Regions from separate parts of the Sus scrofa genome. Here region 1 is linked to region 2. A link is a contact called in public HiChIP or PLAC-seq data. All regions are on one chromosome and are shown on one strand. Each heading gives the region's core, a stretch centred on a gene start, on an enhancer-like site or on the middle of the called end of the contact. The rest is flanking DNA. Distances are from core to core; before and after follow the strand shown. Region 1 holds the start of PRKAG3 (protein kinase, AMP-activated, gamma 3 non-catalytic subunit). Region 2 holds the start of CYP27A1 (cytochrome P450, family 27, subfamily A, polypeptide 1).

The links. HiChIP or PLAC-seq counts read pairs in DNA pulled down with a chosen protein or histone mark.
Region 1: a contact with region 2 is called in an H3K27ac HiChIP or PLAC-seq map of skeletal muscle. The contact joins the promoter of PRKAG3 here to the promoter of CYP27A1 in region 2. A contact is called at or near these places in 3 of 47 Hi-C or Micro-C datasets (heart right ventricle, psoas muscle and skeletal muscle) and 1 of 2 datasets of contacts at active chromatin or transcription factors (skeletal muscle).

What each region holds. Positions count from the first base shown.
Region 1 is chr15:120,864,891-120,867,590 of Sscrofa11.1, reverse strand. PRKAG3 (protein kinase, AMP-activated, gamma 3 non-catalytic subunit) reads left to right here and starts at 1,283. Exons shown (of 13, transcript NM_214077.1): 1 at 1,283-1,390; 2 at 1,692-1,731; 3 at 2,209-2,364. The coding sequence starts at 1,283.
Region 2 is chr15:120,808,464-120,811,163 of Sscrofa11.1, reverse strand. It overlaps CYP27A1 (cytochrome P450, family 27, subfamily A, polypeptide 1), which reads right to left and starts at 1,278. Exons shown (of 9, transcript NM_001243304.1): 1 at 360-1,278. The coding sequence starts at 629.

The sequences.
Region 1 (2,700 bases), core at 34-2,533, 56 kb before region 2:
CTGCATCTGTGAACTATGCCGCAGCTTGCAGCAACGCTGGATCCTTAACCCACTGGGCAAGGCCAGGGATCGAACCTGCATCCTCATGGATGCTAGTCAAATTCTTAAAGGGCTGAGCCTCAATGGGAACTCCCCATTAGCGATGCTTTTCATGTTCATCACCAGGGAGCAGACAGGCAGAGGCCACAGGGATGCTGCAGAAGAAGAGCTGCATTTGCCCCCTGTACCACCAAAGACACCCACGGACGGCAAGCCCCTTCCCTCTTGTCTCCTCCACCTGCCCCTTAGGCAATATAGGGGCCTTGAGAACTGATGAGAATATGTTCATTACATTCATCGAGAAACCCAGTAACCCGTTACTGAGTGTCTGTCCAGTCCATGGCGAGACTGGGATGGAAGAGCCTGGAAAGAAGAGAGGGAGGGAGGGACAGAGAGGGGAGCTGGAGCAGCTGGGTCAGCGTTACCAATTTGGACAGTGACTCAGGCCCCAGGAATGCCAAGGAAGGGGGGGTGGGCCGCCACGGAGCCTGCTGGGATTCCGTTGGCACCAGGAGACAGAGGGAGAGCGCACACAGTGGGGTGGGGGGCCTGGGGCTCCTGCACACCTGGATCTACCTCTGCAGGTAGAAACAGGTGTCTCTCACACTGTGGACTGGCACAGGCCCCATGCCTTCAAGCCCACTTCATACCTGGAAGGCGATCTCACAACTCCCCGCCTGCCCCAACCATCCCACTCCACCAGAGAGAAGGACGGTCTCCTGGGACTCAGAGGGGGACATCTGGACACACACTGGCCATCCTCCCGGGACCACCCACGAACTCCGCCTCCCCAGCCTCCCAGCTGGCTGCAACTAGCCCTTTCTAACCCCAGTGCCACCCACGACCGGAGTTTGTACAAGGAAGAAAGTTAAGCTCAACTTGCTTGCATTTTCCCTCCTTTGGCGCCTGACAAATGAGAGAGGCCCTCACGGTAGGAACACAGCGGGGGCTCTGAGAGCTCCCCTCCTCCCACCCCAGTTCCAAGCTGCTTCCCCCACAGCAGGATCCTTCTCACCTGTCCTCGGAGACCCAGGAGACAGCCCGGGACCAGGCATCAAGATTCCAGGTGGGCCCCACCCCTCCCCAGGGGCCCCCAGGCTGCTGGGCTGGAGCAGCTGAGCGGGTGGACCCCTTCCACCCTGCTCCCTGCCACCCAATCAGAGAGAACCCGATCCAGGAGGGCAGGGTGCCAGGGGTCGGGCCCAGAATAGTGCTGCCCAGATACAGTGTTGCGCACTCCTCCATGGAGCTTGCCGAGCTAGAGCAGGCACTGCGCAGGGTCCCGGGGTCCCGGGGGGGCTGGGAGCTGGAGCAGCTGAGGCCAGAGGGCAGAGGGCCCACCACTGCGGATGTGCGTACGCGTGCGTGCTTGCATAGCCAGGATTTTCTGTGTATATATATATGAGTGTGAGGGGGTCCGCATGTATATACTCCTTGTGTAAGTGAGTCTGTGCGGTTCTGTGTGTGTCTGAGTGTGTGTGTTTGGGTAGGTAGTGTGCGTTAGTGTTTGGGGCTGGGTGTTTGTGTGTTTGTGTATACATGGGTGGGGGGGTGTTTGTGCGCACCCGTGCCTGTGTGCTGGGAAGGGATTTCCGTGTGGTCCAGAACGTGGGGCGTCTTCCCCACCCCAAAAGTCACTCTTCTCCACACAGACTCCCTCCTGGAGCAGCCTCGGGGGACCTGAGCATCAAGGTAGGTGGGGCTGCCCCTGCTCGCGGGCCCAGGCTCTTCTCCCACCTCCTTTTCTTCCACGTCTTCAGGACCCCAATCTCCCCCACTCCACTCGCCTGGCTCTTGTCTTCCTCTCCTTTGCCTTCTTTGTTCCGCTTTGTTTCTTCTTCCTCCCTCTCCCTCACCTCCTCCCTCTTTCAAAAGAGTAGAGGGGGCATCTATAGAGTCTGGAGATTGGGACTCTCTTGACTTTCTCGCTTACTAGCTGTGTGATTTGTGGCAAATTGCTTCACCTCTCTGAGCTCAGGTCTCTCGTTAGTAAAACAGGGCTGATAGCCATGCCCTTCGGATAAGATTGCCGTGAGGGTTGAATGAGAAATTTGTTGGAGGACAAGCCCTTTGAAGCTTCCCAATATTAAATATTATTATTAGTAACATTTTAATGGAATTTATTGTGTTACTCCCCATTAACCAAACAGGTCCCATTCTCCCTTGCAGAGATGAGCTTCCTAGAGCAAGGAGAGAGCCGTTCATGGCCATCCCGAGCTGTAACCACCAGCTCAGAAAGAAGCCATGGGGACCAGGGGAACAAGGCCTCTAGATGGACAAGGCAGGAGGATGTAGAGGAAGGGGGGCCTCCGGGCCCGAGGGAAGGTGAGTTCAAGGCCAGTTCTGGGGAGCTGGGACTGGGGGCAGTGGGCAGTCCTCAAACCTGGGGCCCGTCTCTGGTCTGGTCCCTCCATAACACAGGCACATAACATCATGCAGCCAGTCTCCCCACAAGGGGGAGGACAACTGCATTGCTGATCCAGGGGTCCAGGGATCCAAGGTGGCCAACTCAGGACAGAGCCACTGTCTTCTCTGTGACTCTCTGAGACTCAGCTCTCTCACCTGCAAAATGGGGCCACAGCATTCAGGCTTCCCAAGGTTGCAATGAGGATGAATGGAGACAGCAGATGAGGAAGTTCTCTGGAAGAGGGAGTTACTGTC
Region 2 (2,700 bases), core at 29-2,528:
CCTTTGGAAGAAGTCTGTGGTAGCCAGTATCCCCACAGTGGTTCTGTAACATCTGGCAGCTTATACACTGGCATCTGCCATCCTTTTACCCACACCGTTCCCTCCTCTTTCAGCCTCTGTCCACTTTTAAAACTAGCCTCCCCAAATCACCTCCTGGCCGGTGCCTCCTGCTTCATCACACTCCGCGACCTGTTCATTTCGGTTTGTAAGCCCTACAAATTTCCAGTGGGCGACTAGAGCCCCCGTCTCTCCCGAGCCAAGTTTGGTGTCCTTCACTTTTTGTCTAACGTCTGCCCATCGCCAGCTTCTCCAGACCCGAGCTCACCGCATCCCCGGAGCGCGAGGTCCTGCTGGGTTACCTGGAGCTGGTGTAAGTGCAGAACGTAGCCTTGTGCTAACAGTTGGAATAAGAGGCGCAGCCGCCCTGGCCCGGAAAGCTCCTTCAAGCTCCGCAGCCTCCGATCGCCAGGCCCGGTTCCGGGAGCCTCCGCTGTCTGGGCCGCCGGGAGTGCGGTGGGGATCGCGGCCTTGGCTCTGGCCCCCTGTGAGCCCAGAACAGGGAAGGGCACTCGCGTCCCCAGCAGCGCCCACCGCAGCCTCGCGCCACCCAGCGCACCCATGCTATTCATGGCTTGTCCTGCGGCACCTTCAGATCTGGAGTGCAGACTGCCTCGAGCGCGCCCAAAGGCGAATCAGGAAGGGCGGGTTCAAGGGCCCCGGTAGCCCAGGGTGGGCCGGCGAAGGTTGGCCAGGCCCCTTACTGCTCCGGTTTCATCGCGGTCTTCAGTCTCTCCAAACGGGACTTAACCAACTCACAGAAGCCCCCTTTTCCAACTGTCAGCCTCCAGGCTCGGGAAGGGGCCGGACAACGCCAAGGCAGAAGATGCACAGGGGCACTTAGGGGGACCCACAGAGCTCCGACGATGGCCGCCTCTCCCGCGACTCCCCACCTTTCACTTTGGCGAACTCTCGTGGAGAACTTGAAGTTCGCTTGGTCTGAACTCCAGGCAGGAGTGTAGCCCGGGAGGCTTCCAAGACCTGGAGGCCTCACCCAGTGAGTCCAGCCCTCACGCTCAGCGGGCTCGTCACCCCAAAGCCGCAACGCCTCAGCCCGGAGAGATTAAACTGGCTGCTGGCTTTTCCGAAGAGCCCCAGGGGTTGATCCCGGACTCTGAGCGCTGAGCGAGGAAAGAGCAAAAAAAAAAAATCCCCCAAACAAAAAAGTAAAACAAACAACAGCAACAACAAAACAGCCCTGTGTCCAGGGTCACCTGATTCCTGGAGGGAGGAAGCCAAACAAATTTAAATATTAGGTTTTTTTTTTTTTTTTTAATGCAATTCTACCCTTCTCCCTCCCCACCACCCACACACTCTCCAGTCTGCTGAGGTAGGATTTCTCAAACTGCAAGTTGAGATCAGATTTAGCGAATTTTTTTTTAATAAGATGGAAAAGAATAAAATAGTACAAAAAATATTGCAAGAAAAAGTATTATTTCGTGAACTCTTTATATCATATATGTACAGTGGATTAAAATTTTCAAAAAGTTAAAAACGATGCATACACATACAAAATAATAAACACGGGGTCAGAGATTATTCCGTCCATTAGTGGTGAAACCAGTAGGATGATAAAGCTTATTCCAAGAGCATTTGAAGAAGTGGTTATTTACAGGTAGCCAGAGGTGGGAAGGGCATATGAAGTTCAAGGGGCAACAATTAGACAGACAGTTGTGGTAGCTAGGTATGGATTTCTTTTTATTTATCCCATTAGGAGGTCATAGAATTTCTTGACTCTGTGACTGAATATCTTTCATTAGTTTTGGAAGGTTTTCAGACATTCGAACGTTTCTTCTACCCCATTTTTTTCTCCTCTCCTTCTAGGACTGCAGAGTATTTTTATGAAAGACCTTCTGACTATCATTCCTGTCTCTTACCCTCTCTTTTATATCTTTCTATCATTTTGTCTCTTTCAGTTCACTAATTCTCCGTTCAGCTGTGTCTAATCTGCTGTTAAATCTAGCCATTGAATTCTTAATTTCTATTATTGTATTTCTATGTTTTCAATTTTGATTAGCTTTTTCAAATCTATATACTTTTTATATTTCTAGTTGTATCCCAAAATTCTTAATTTTGTTTTTTTATTATACCTTTTAATTTTGTAAGCATAGTTGTTTTAAGGAGTATGACCAGTAGCTCCAATATAGGGAACCTGTATGTGACAATAGGTCATTCTGATTTGAAGTTTCATAAATACCATGGAGCTGGATTTTTTCTCTTACCTATCAAGAGAATCCTTAAATAACAAAAAATTATTTTTATAATTTAAATGAATGTTTAAAAGTAAAGGAATGAAATGGAATAAAAATTTAAAACATAATTAATCGATAATTCATAGATGAGGAATTGTAATGGCTCTTTAACATACACAAAAATGGTCCACTTTGCAGGTAATAAAAGAAAGACAAATCCAGACTGTATCAGAAACCATTTTTTACCTGTATGATTGACAGAGATCAAAGTTTGATACCACTATGTATTTGAGGTTGTAGGAAAACAAACTGAATCATGGTTCAAGGGAGTACAAATTGCTACAGAGCTTTGAAAGTTTAAAGTGCACTTACTTTTAAGCCAGCAGTCCTACTGGTAGGGATTTTTTTTTTTTGCTATGAATACACTTGCACATTTGCAAAATCACAGATA